Linked DNA regions of Canis lupus: region 1 is linked to region 2. Evidence: chromatin contacts called from public Hi-C data. All regions are on one chromosome and are shown on one strand. Each heading gives the region's core, a stretch centred on a gene start, on an enhancer-like site or on the middle of the called end of the contact. The rest is flanking DNA. Distances are from core to core; before and after follow the strand shown.

Region 1 (6,385 bases), core at 2,244-4,743, 190 kb after region 2:
CACCTTAAGGCTTCTACACTCACTATTCCCTCTGCCTGGGATGTTCACTACATTTCCAGATATATAGAGAGCTCCCTCAGGTCTTTATTCCAGTGTCATCTCAGTGAGGCCTTCCCCAAACCCCATCTTAAAAAAAAAAAAAAGAAAAGAAAAACCAAAAAATCTCACCCGCCCCCACAACCAGAAATCCTCACTTTCCCTTTCTGCTTTATTTTTCTCCATAGTATATTAAAATAGAGGTAACAGGCTCTTTTACTTATTTAGTTTACTGTTGGGTTTTTTTTCTTTTTTTTCAGTTTTGCTTTGTTGTATCCTTCACAACCTAGAAATAACAGCACTTGGCACATAGTAAGTGCTTAATAAATATTTATTTGTTGGGTAAAGAGATAAATTTAATCCTCATAACTCTCCAAGTTCTGTAACTATCCCTGATTTAAAGATGAGAAGAATCAAAGCTCACAGAGGTTAAGAAACTTGCCCAAGGCTATGATTCTTAAGTCGTGGCGTTGGGGGTCCGCCCCACTTCAGAGCCTCTGTGTTTAAACAGTGTCCTACAATGCTTCACCAGTGACTTCTTCAATAAAAAACTCCACACCAACTACACCATTCCAGTTAAGGGGAAATATATGCTAATAAATTAATTCAACCCCTCAAATTAAATATTCATTCTCCTCCCAGTTAATATTATTTACTCTTAAAATATTTACAATGTGAAGGGCAAGCTGACAACAGGCCAGCTAATTTTCAGGGCCCGAGCGAAATGAAAATTTGGGCCCCCTTATCCAAAAGAAGGAAAAAAATGTCATTAAAAGTACTAAAATAAAAAGCCTTCTCCTTTCTTCTGAGGCTTCTCTTGACTTGTCATGGTGTTTTTTTTGTTGTTTAATGCGTTCTAAGTGAAGAAAAATTAAACATTTAAATTAGCATGAATTTTACCATTCACCTTTATATTGAACAATGCCAGTTTTATATGCAGATTATTATACCAACTTCAGGGCTCTTCCGAACACCCACAAAGCCAACCCAGCCCTGGTTCCAAGATTTTAGCCCCAGAGAACCCAAATCAAGGCAGAGAGAAGGTCAAACCTTGAAATTCCTAATAAAGTGGTGATCTGCCAAAATTTTATCTTCAGGACAAACGATAAGTCCAATGTATAAAAGCTAGAACATTAAAATAGGCTCTTCCATTTGCTAATTTAATCCTGCCCGCTTAAATTATTTTGTCTTTTTACACAACACAAAGCCATCCTATACAAAAACAACTGGTATTGGATTATAAAATAAAACATTTCAGAAAAAAATCAGAAAACTATTTGCTAGCTAAAAATAATAATAATAATATAGTTAAAAAATGCTTCTTTCACTTTTTGTGAACCATTTTTAAGCCAAACCATACTACATTTTTGATGTACCCAGTAAGAACAATTCCATACTGTTACACATATATATTATAAATTCTGACAAATAATAAATCCAATTTCTCAAACCACAAATATTTACTCCATTATTCCTAAGTTAAATCAGCAAGAGTGCAAATTAACACCCATTCCCACTGAAAAACTGGTTCTAAACACCTACTAAGTGCTGTGACGATTTAAAAAGAGAATTAAATTATATAAACACTATTACATTGTCAAAAAGTTCAAAATTTCTACATTTCTAGATCTTTTAAGAATCACAGACATCTGAATGCATTTGTAAGCTCTTCAAAAACAATTCTCAAATTAGTAGATATTCAGGCATCCTGTTCCCTAGACACGAAAAAACAGCATTAAAATTGGAGTATATATCTTAAAAGCATTTTCTAAGACACAATTTAATGAAATCAACAAAAATAAATGTAAATTCGGAAAATATGTAAGACTAAAACATAAGTGTTAAATAAATATTCCGAGTAAGAAAAAGGGCATAAGCGGCCTAGAAAAATGAAAAGCAAAGCAGTAGAGTAACGTTAAATTTGAATTAAAGAATACCGTTATTTAAATAAGCAGTTAGCATTTCGTAGGAAGAAGGCCAAGCAACGTGACTATTATATATTTCTAGTCGATTCACGGCACTGCTTCGCTATTCCGTACTTATTGCTTATACTTATAATACGGGGGGGGGGGGGGGAAGAGGCAGCAACAGTTAGCCACTACAACATTAACCACTCTGGCAAGGGTTACTTAAAAAATTGCTTTGCATTTTTACAACACTTTACAGCTATAGGTTATTTTCACATATATGACCTCATATAGTCCTCGCTACCCTGTGATGTGGCTATTACTGACTAGATTTCATAGATAAGAAACCGAGGTTCGGTAAGCGATTTTCTCAGCGTCACCCAGTCGAACCCAGACCTTCTTATTCCACGTTTTATGCTTCGCATTTCGCATAGTTCTATTTCAGGCATAAACAGAATTTTTAAAGGGAAGGAACGGGTTAGGGAGAAAATAATCATGGTACCTGCAGCTGTGTGCTGCAAAAAATGGCTGAATTATGCTTCTTCCGTTTTTTTTTTCCCCTCCTTAAAAAAAATTATATTTCAAACAATTTAAGTAAACTCAAAGACAAATTAGGTCCCGGCGTCTACCAAATGTTTGACTCGGGTCTGAGCAGAAAAGGCTACCGAATCCGTGCCGGGCACGGGGCCGCGGACGAAGCCCGGGCTCCCGCAGGCCGGCGGGCCAGGGGCGGCTACGCACCTCGGGGGTCTGTCCAGCCTCTAGTGGACGGCAGTCTGCATCAGGAAGAAGCGGGCCGGCGGGCCGGGCGGTGGGCGGTCGGGCGCCGGGATGGCACTCGGCAGGCTCCTCGAACCTCTTACAAGGGGCCGCTCCCGGGCCGGGCCGGGGCGCTCAGGCGGGGGGCGAGTCTGCGCGCCAGCGGCCCCCTCGAAACCAGTCCTGGGAAAGAAGACAGCGCTGAGTCGCGAGTCGAGACAGTCGGGCTCGGCGCGAGGCGGCGCGGCGTCGGGGCCGGGCCCGGCCTTGCCAACACCAGGGGCCTCGCGGCGCCCGGCGGGGCTCGGCTGGAGGACCGACGCGGGGCCACAGGCGGGGGAAAGGGCTGGGGGGCCGCGGGCAGCGGCAGAAGCGCCGGCGGTAGCGGTGTCGACGACGGCGTCTCCGGGCTTCTGCCCCGAAGCGCGCCGAGCCTCAGGATCACCCACGCCGGGGGTGGAGGAAGGCGGGAAAGGGGCGGGCAAGGGGCGGAGCGTGCGGGGCCACGAGCCAGGGGCCGCTCCGGGCCGCGCGCCCCCTGCGGGCCGCAGGAGCCGCCCGGGGCCGGCCCAGGGAGGCGGGGCCCGCCGGCAGGGGGCCCCATGCGGCGTCGTCGCAACACGGAAGCCTGCCACGCGGGTAGGGAGGTCGAAGGGTGGGAAGGCGAGAGTTGGAAAGCAGGCTTCGGAGGCGCCGTCGGCCCCCATCGGCGCCTCGAGGGGGCCCGCGCGCGGGCCGCGGCCCGGAGGGTGTTTACCTTCCCCCTGGTCGAGCGCCAATGCCGCCATGTTTCAGCCAGCGCGCGTCACTTCCGGGACCGGGGGAGCGGGAGCGGGTGTGGGAGCGGGGTGGGGGCAGGGCCGTCCCACGCCCGCGGGGCCCCACGCTCAGGCCCGCCACGCCGGCGGGCCCCACCGAGGGAATGAGGCGGCCGGGCGCTGCACTGCGGGCGCGACCTAACGCGTTTTCCCTCGTGGCGTCGCCGTCGGGGCTGGGAATGCTCGGTGGTGCTCGTCCCGCCGCAGCGGTCCCGCTCGGTCTGCGCGAGCCGGGGGCTCGAGCTACTGCGGCGCGCCCACCCTCCACAAGTTGTGGAGTGGGACGCCCGGGAAATGTCTTTTTGCATCTCGAACACCACGGTGGGGGCGGGGGAATCTGCGACGACGGGGAGGAAGCCTTGCCATAGCTACCTGTTATAAAATTGACTACATCTGCGCCAAATGACATCATTTTTGCACGGCAACTTGCAGGGTATAATTGCGTCATAGTTCACTCGGCTTATTGCACAACAATTACACGTTTCGGAAATGCATTTCCCAGAGGTGGGAAAATTCATGGAAAACGGCATGTCTGCACCGCACAGAAATGTCGGCTCTAAAAGCGCTATTCTATTTGCGTCAAAATAAGATGGCAAGAACGCACATTCAGAGAGCAGTGATTTGGGGAGGTTCTTTTTAAATAAGGCAGCTGTAGCGTTCTAGCGAATGCTTTTAAAATATCGCCTTTTTTGATTTAAGAATATTAAAACTACTCCATAGGACTGCTCTGTAAATTTGTTGTGAAATCTCTTTGTGAGAAAAATGCAAATAACAGAAATACACAGCTGGAGGCCAGTGGTTCTACAACTAACCTTAAATTAAGCCATCCATTGCCCATTTCTAATCCTAAACTGAGGAATTTCTCCTACCCCCACCCCCACCCCACCCCCCGCCGCCATTTTCTCTCTAGACCAATATCCCGATGAATTTACAGTGAGGTGTGTGGCTGAAAGCGATCATTATCTCTTTCTAGCAAACTTGAACATGCCATGTTTCCCAAGAGGCCAAGATAGCACACGGTGTACTGTTTTGCTGAAGTAGCTAGTTCGTGGGAAAAAATAGAGAATCACCTGAACCCTTCGGAAACAGGGAAATAAGCTTACCTTTTCTAACTTAGACTATAAAAACAAGCTTTAAAAAAACTATAAGCCCTAAAATATACTTTAAAGTGGCATACGAAAAAAAAATGGCATACGTGCAAGTTTGAACATTTGAGTTTTCAGACCTTATTTTTGAGCATTTAAAAGTAACGAATTTTGATTTCTGTATATGAGCCAAATAACATTAATTTTGAGGTATACATTACATAGGGTAGCAGCGACCTGTCCAGAGAGAAACTTACGTTCTTCATTCAAGGAGGAACCAAAATGTGTCTGTGCTCTGTGTAGCTGGTATATATACCTACAGTGAATGACACAAACCATAAACCATTCTGACCAGTACACCCTTATTATGACATTAACATTACATAGCCTCATATGTGATATTTCATTATGTCCAAAAGGTCCTTTTTAAAAATACTCTCAAACTGGGCTGCATCTTTTCACCAAACTATTTACTATGTAGAGTCCATTCCTAGGGGTAAAATGTTCTATGTAATGACACCTCTTTCACTCTCATTTTTTTAAAGTATTTTATCGAAGGGTCTATACTACAGTAAGGAGCATTCTGCTTCCCTGAGACCAAAGTAAAACCACGTCATTTAGATAAACTAACTCCTCCAGGTAATTCTTGTATTCAATTACTTTCCCCACCAATTACTGGAAAGTAATGGGAGCTCCCAAATACCTTGAGGGCATCCTTCCACACTGGTGGATTCCCACGGGGGCAAATGGAAGCTGTCTTTTCCTAGTCCTCTAACTTAAGTGTTTGAGAATGCTCCTCAAATCTGCTACCTTGCAGTCTGAAATGTCCTGAGGCATGCTAGAGGCTTGGGTCTAAGAATGGTGGTAGAGTCAGAAGGAAGTTTCTACCTGGAGGTTCTGAGAATTTAGGATACCGTATAATCTTCCCCTGCCCCACTTTACTTATTTATTTTTAAAAGAAGTCGAGGCTTGGGACGCCTGGGTAGTTCAGCGGTTGAGCATCTGCCTTTGGCTCAGGGCCTCAGGGCGTGATCCCAGGGTCCTGGGGTCCTGGGATGAGTCCTTGGGCTCCCTGCAGGGAGCCTGCTTTTCCCTCTGCCCATGTCTTTGCCTCTCTTTGTGTCTCTCATGAATAAATAAATAAAATCTTGAAACAAACAAACAAACAAAAAAAGTCGAGGCTTTTTAGAAACCCAGACTCTACAGTAAGGTAATTATCTTGGTAATCACTGCATGTATCCAGCTCCCACCTTAATCTATGGGAATCAAAGAATTATATTTTCAGTGAACTCTAATAAGGTTACATATGCATTCTCTTTCCCCTTGAAAACTGTTTTGACAGGCACTCTATAGCTTTTCAGGGGTTTTAAGGCATCTTGTTGGGGTACAGTCTATCTCAGTCCCTCAAAGTTCAATAGCCTCCCCCCCAAATCAGTACCAATTTCTGCCAGTACACACCAAGACCTATACACTGACACATTCCAACAGGATGGTGGCTGTTGGGCAGCTTGGGTGGCTTAGCGGTTTAGCGCCGCCTTCGGCCCAGGTTGTGACCCTGGGGTCCCGGGATCGAGTCCCACATCGGGCTCCCTGCATGGAGCCTGCTTCTCCTTCTGCCTGGGTCTCTGCTGCGCCCTCCCTCTCTCTCTCTCTGTGTGTGTCTCTCATGAATAAATAAATAAAATCTTTAAAAAAAAGGATGGTGGGTGTTGTCCTAAACATTATTTTTTGGTCCATATACCACAGGGAACCTTCAAAATGCAATCTGAGGGGTGCCTGG
Region 2 (6,431 bases), core at 1,221-3,720:
TTTTATGAACTTTTTGTATTTCTGCCATTCTCCAATTTTCTTAATAAATATCTATTACCTTTATAAGTAGAAAACCCTGACACCTTCCATAATAGTTTAACAGGGCAGGTTGGACAGCTTCACTTTGGCATGGAAATCAACATAATTTCTCCTTTCCTAGCTCTGTCACTTCCTAGCTTTGACAGTTTTGTAACCCTTCAGAGCTTCCAATTTTCTCAGCCATAAAGATGGAGCTAACATCACCTATTTCACAAGACAGTTGTAAAGATCAAATGAGACAATGAATATAAAACACCCACAACATGCCTTGGTGGTTTCCCTTCCTCCCACTCCACCTGTACCAAGACCTCCTTAGTTTTATAGGAATTCTCTTTCTCACAAAGCTTAAACTCTGTTGTAGTAAACTACATACACACACATCTCTAAAAGTAAACTGTATGCCCTGAGGGCTGGTTTCCAGACTTAATCCACTCCCAAGTACCTAGCACAAGACTCAGTAAGTTCTTGTTGATTCATTAACCAAATCAAAGTTTTCCACTTAATCCCTTTTTCTGCAGTTTTAAATATAAATTCCTGTATCAAGAGTGATGTTGGTTATCCAATGTATGTATCCCCGATGATGGAAAAGCCTAACATGGTTCACCACCATAAGAAAATTCAAATTTTTTATGGTTCTAAGCCTCTACATGTACACAAATACAGTCACAATGGGTTGATTTTTTTTTGTTTTTTTTTTGTTGTTGTTGTTGTTTTTGTTTAGCCATCCACTTTCCAGGATAGGCTCTTCTTGCGGCACCCGGCTCGCTCAGTTGGTAGAGCGTGTGACTCTTGGTCTCAGGATTGTGAGTTCAAGCTCCAGGTTAGGTGGAGAGATTACTTAAAAAATAAAATCATACGAAGAAACGGCTCTTCTTGCCATAAGAAGCAATTTCTGTTTTCTTTTTTTTTAAGATTTTTTATGTATTTATTGATAGAGACACAGAGAGAATGAGAGGCAGAGACAGAGGCAGAGGTAGAAGCAGGCTCCATGCAGAGAGCCCGACGTGGGACTCATCCAGGGTCTCCAGGATCACGCCCTGGGCTGCAGGCGGCGCTAAACCGCTGCGCCACCGGGGCTGCCCGCAATTTCTGTTTTCATAAAAGCATGAAATTAAAACTGGGAATATAGAATACGTAGAAAAAAGTGAAATAAATTTTAACAAAACAATCATTATTCTGAAAAAACTATGCAACCCAAACTGAAAACAGCCTTGCTATTGCTTCAACAAGGCAGCTATCACTAGTGCTTAGTTATGGAGGGTCTAATTTACGTTATCAGTAATCACACAGGTAACATGCTCTCATAGTTCCTCCCACAAGTTAGATCCAAACAGAGTAGAGAGAAGGGAGTATGAATGGTCATCCATGTATCATGGTGTCAGGAAAGACACAACCTAACGTGGCTTAGGTAGATGCAAATCAATGCTATTTTTAAAGATCTTTGAGAAAGACATTTCATAAACTCCCAGATGACTCACCATGCATAACATCTCCAGAGGGTGGGAAGGGCAACAAAGAGCCTACTTTTGCTTTCTTTTTTACATACAGGATATTGCTAACAAATGCAGAGAAACAATTGTTGAATGTTTGTGGTCATCTGGTGATAGTCCACCTCTCATTCCACACTGAGAAACCTGTGAGCCCCTTTTATGCTTTGGCTCCTCCTGGAATCCAGGCAGAGTGGCCAAAGCAAGCCCCCAGGGCCTCTGTCTGGGAAGGTGGGTTGTAAAACAAAAACTGTATCTGCAAGAGGCCAGAACACTTGTTCCAGTGGGAACAACTGAAAAAGAGCTATACTCTAATTCAACCGTTCTGAAACATTTTGTTCTCAGGACATTTAAAAATTACTGAAGAATCCAAAAAGCGTATCTTTGAAAATTCTATGAAACATAAGAATACACAAGCACACATCCCTTTAGTCACCAGAGCAATGTCATCACACATTCTGTAAATCTGTGATCATTTGAAAATGAAAAGTTAAAGAAAAGGGGGGGAAAGCAGCACAGAGAATGGAGCAAGTAGGGATTACATCAACTTTCAACAGCGATGGAAGCCAGAAGGTAACCTGACATCACCACTACACTGAAAGAAAATAACATCCAACCCCAAACTCTATAAACAGTGAAAGAAATCCTTCAAGATGAATTGAAGACATATTTAGACAACCAACGCAGAAAGTTTTTCTGTACTGAAGGAAATTGTGAAAAGTGCCCGTCAGGCAGGAGAGCGTTTCCACAAGGAAGGTCAGAGATTTAACAAAGAATAAGAAGGAAAGAAAATTAGGAAAGAACGCTGTGCTAACTCTAAAAATTACAAGTATGAGAGAAAAATTATTGAGGAATCCAAATAGTTTACCTTAGGAAACTGTAGAAAACACAAGAATATACAAGCACGCATTACGTTAGTCATCAGAGCAGTGACTTCACACACACACATCAGGTCGCCTCTGGAAAATTCCCACAAGAATGAAAAGGGGCAGTGACGCCTCACTATTATTATGAAACTCGTTTTGACACAGACTCCCTGAAAGGACCCTGGGATCTGCAGGGTCCCCCACAGCACACTTTAGAGAACCGCTGCTCTCATCCTCACGTTGCCCAAGGCAGGTTCTCCTGAGTTCCACTCCCCTCCGGCCAAGGGAGAAACGGCAAGGTCACCGGCCCGGGTTCACAAGAGGAACTACTCTTTTCCTTTCGCAAAGGTGACCGGGTGACGCACAAGCTAGAAAGTCGGGTTTCCGGGAAGGCGTCGAGAGGCGCCGCGAGAGGGCGCCCCGAGAGAAGCCCGCGGCGCGCCTCGCCCCTCCCGCGCCCCCGCCCGCGCCCCCGCCCGCGCCCGCGCCTGCGCCCGCCGGGTTCACACGGAAGCCCGGAAGAGGGGGAGGCGCCCGGAAGAGGGGGGCGGTCGCGGCCTCATTGGACGAGCTGCCTCCGCCTCACGCCCGGAGGCGGGGCTACTTGGCCCTAAAAAGCGGGACCCGGCGGCCGCTAAAGCGCGCCGTTCTGGTCGCAGTCTGGCCGACGTGCTCGTTGCTCGCCGAGGTCCGCCGGGTCATGGTGCCAGCCTGACTGGGAAGAGGACGCTCCGGGGAGACGAATGAGGAACCACCTCCTACTACTGTTCAAGTACAGGGGCCTGGTCCGCAAAGGGAAGAAAAGCAAAAGACGAAAATGGCTAAATTCGTGATCCGCCCGGCCACCGCCGCCGACTGCAGTGACATCCTGCGGCTGATCAAGGTAGCGGGAGGCCCGGGCCGCCCCTGGGGAGGGGGAAAGTGGGGAGCCGCTCCGGCGGGTTCCCCTTTGTCCGCCCGCTCCCCCCAGCTTCAGCCGGGCCGCTCGATTCTGGGAACGAATCGCCGCCCCGCCCACCCCGTTCCCTCTGAGCTGCCTGGGCCAGGGCCTCACTTAGTTTTCTCCCTCTCTCCCTTTCTCCCGTGTGCATCGCCCCAGGAACTGGCTAAATACGAATACATGGAAGAGCAAGTAATGTTAACTGAAAAAGGTAACGCGACTGTACCAGGGCGGGGGAAGGGTGTCTGGTACTTGGCATCTTCACCGAGGCCATCACTGTCCCCGATGCCCCTTCTTGCAGATCTACTAGAGGATGGTTTCGGAGAGCACCCTTTCTACCACTGCCTGGTTGCAGAAGTGCCCAAGGAGCACCAGTCTCCGGAAGGTAACGCCGCCCCCCCCCCCCCCCCCCCCCCCCCCCCGCTTCCAGAAGCCAAACACCAAGTGTTGTATAAAACATAGAGTGTCTGTTGTGTAGAACCACTGACAACGCAGGCCAAAGTTACTGAGAAATTGGCCAGAAATAATAGCCAGTGTTCAAACTACTGAGGAAAAAGAAAATAGATGTCCTGCACATAATAATAGGGCGGGTTGAAAGAGCTGTTTAAGTAAGTATCAGAATGCTGTGGAGACCTGGAAGGGTTAGGTATAATGTCATTTATTGTAATTCAGTTCTTGTTTGACCCTAACGTAACCTTTTTTGTAATTGTGTTAAATCACATTTTTTTCTTTAATTTGTCCCAATCTTCAGGTTACAGTCTCTAGCTTCGCCATGTACATGGCCCTTCCGTGTACATGGATGGGCGGGGAGGTAACTAAAAGATCCTTTACACAATAAAGTAGATGATCATGATAAATGAGGTAAGGTCCTATTATCACACACTTAAAACACGGTAGATCAGAAACTCCAGTGTACTCTCTTCCTGTGTTTGCAAAGGACTATAAAATGGCTAGAAAGTTTAATTTGAAACCTTTGCCTCCATTTGAAATTATAGACACCCTATTTTTATAGGGAGTCAGATTGTTTTATTTTTTTTTTTTTTGCTGGTCCCTGTTGACTGGTCAGAAGACAGAGCTAAAAGGGGAAGTTGTTTGGGTGGGTGCTTCACTTTTTTCTTAAGTCTCTTCCCCAAGCTAGAAGAAATGAACGGAAAACATAAGGGATGAGGTACTTTTTGGAGGTATGTGGATGTTACATAAGAGCTATTTCTGGGTACCTCTGCTTCTTCTGGCTTAAAACTGGGGAGAGCAAATTGAAAATCTGAATTGGAAGGCAAGTTCTGAAATTAAACGTTACACTTTTGATGGCCTGATGTCCTGACCTTAAGGAAGCAGAGTTTCTAATCTACAAATATTTACTATTCTGAACTGCCGTGTAAACCCGACTTATTCCCAAGTCAACATACCAATATATCAATAGGATGTGAATAATGTGTGTGTTTAGTTTAAGACTACAGCAGTTTTGCTCTGGCAAGTAATGAAAGTCTCACTTCCTGGGGTGTGAGATCCAGCAGATCGCAGAGTGGCCAGTCCCATGATTTTAGCCTCGCTTCAGCTAGCTCTAATGTGTGCTTTTTGCAAATACATGTCCTGAGAACAGTGAGATCATCCAAAAGTGGCCTGGACTGCACTAGCATAAAAATCAGGAGACAGTCCCGTTTCAGTGCCTACTTACTTCTATAATACATGCATGTTTATTTTCTAAAACCTATGATAGGCTTCTGATTTTGCAGCTACAACTTTTATGGGTTGCTTTTCGTTCACATCTCATGTGATATTCTTATTACAGGACACAGTGTTGTGGGTTTTGCCATGTACTACTTTACCTATGATCCATGGATTGGCAAACTGTTGTATCTTGAGGACTTCTTCGTAATGAGTGATTATAGAGGTATGGCTGAGTTTAGGAGGAGATGCCCTAAAGAGAAACCAGGACTTAACATCCTGAAGATGACTTTTTAAATGGTACTTCTCTTTCTTTTAGGCTTTGGCATAGGATCAGAAATTCTGAAGAACCTAAGCCAGGTACGTCTTGGTTTGGGGGGAGGGGCAGGGGGTTTGGTTTCCAGATTTGTAAGGGTTACTGAATTATTTTAATGACTGGAACAGATTTGGGTCTTGGAAAGCAGGTGAAATGTCACTGAGTTTGTTTTACTCTCCCTTATAATAGGTTGCGATGAAATGTCGCTGCAGCAGCATGCACTTCTTGGTAGCAGAATGGAATGAACCATCTATCAACTTCTACAAAAGAAGAGGTGCTTCTGACCTGTCCAGCGAAGAGGGATGGAGACTCTTCAAGATCGACAAGGAGTACTTGCTAAAAATGGCAGCAGAGGAGTAAGGCGTGTGCCGGTGCAGACGATGACAGCTTCCATTCTATTTTAGATTAAGTTCTCAACTGATCTTGCTTTCTATCCTGTTTGTAGTCAAATAATAGAATGAACACCCATTCCAAAGCTTTATTACCAGTGGCGTTGTTGCATGTTTGAAATGCGGTCTGTTGAAGATGGCAATCTTGTATGCAGTTTGGAGTCAGATTTCTCCTTGAACATCTTTTGATAAACAAGGTGGTATGATCTTAATGTATATGAAAAAAACTTCATTCTTGTGAGTCATTTAAATGTGTACAATGTACACACTGGTACTTAGAGTTTCTGTTTTGATTCTTTTTTAATAAACTGCCCTTTGATTTAATTGGTATACGCATTTTGACTAATCTTTATTTCTCGAGACATTTTTCTTGCTGTTGAATGCAAAGTAAAAATGGCCAAGAAACATTAACTTGATAACCTTAAAATTGTTTACAGCCCATTTTTAACCCAATTTAAAGTGGTCATGAGCTGTTTGTTCTCAAAGTCTAGAAAGAAGCCAGTTGAATTCCATGGTTTTCTAGGAAGCAGCATGCAAAATGACTACACTGGTGACACTGTATGCTTCACCTGACAGAATTTTCAAGAGCTGAGCACCAGGTTAGAAAGTGAAGCCCATTTGTTAACCAAGTGAAAGGCGGAGATGGAATTCTCAATCACTGGGAATGGAAGGGGGCACACATCTTTCCCACAACAGCCTCATCCCATACAAAATGCTATTTGAAGGGAA

The links. A called contact is a pair of places that touch in the nucleus more often than the background predicts.
Region 1: a Hi-C map of blood shows a contact between it and region 2, with 5 times the contacts expected there. The contact joins the promoter of KLHL15 here to the promoter of ACOT9 in region 2. A contact is called at or near these places in 2 of 9 Hi-C or Micro-C datasets (amygdala and blood).

The regions. Positions count from the first base shown.
Region 1 is chrX:19,731,594-19,737,978 of UU_Cfam_GSD_1.0, forward strand. KLHL15 (kelch-like protein 15) reads right to left here and starts at 3,494. Exons shown (of 4, transcript XM_038587100.1): 1 at 3,460-3,494; 2 at 2,685-2,885.
Region 2 is chrX:19,541,751-19,548,181 of UU_Cfam_GSD_1.0, forward strand. ACOT9 (acyl-coenzyme A thioesterase 9, mitochondrial) reads right to left here and starts at 2,471. Exons shown (of 19, transcript XM_038587077.1): 1 at 2,395-2,471. It overlaps SAT1 (diamine acetyltransferase 1), which reads left to right and starts at 3,015. Exons shown (of 6, transcript XM_038587084.1): 1 at 3,015-3,275; 2 at 3,492-3,543; 3 at 3,634-3,717; 4 at 5,122-5,223; 5 at 5,317-5,357; 6 at 5,503-6,032. The coding sequence starts at 3,210. The coding sequence ends at 5,673.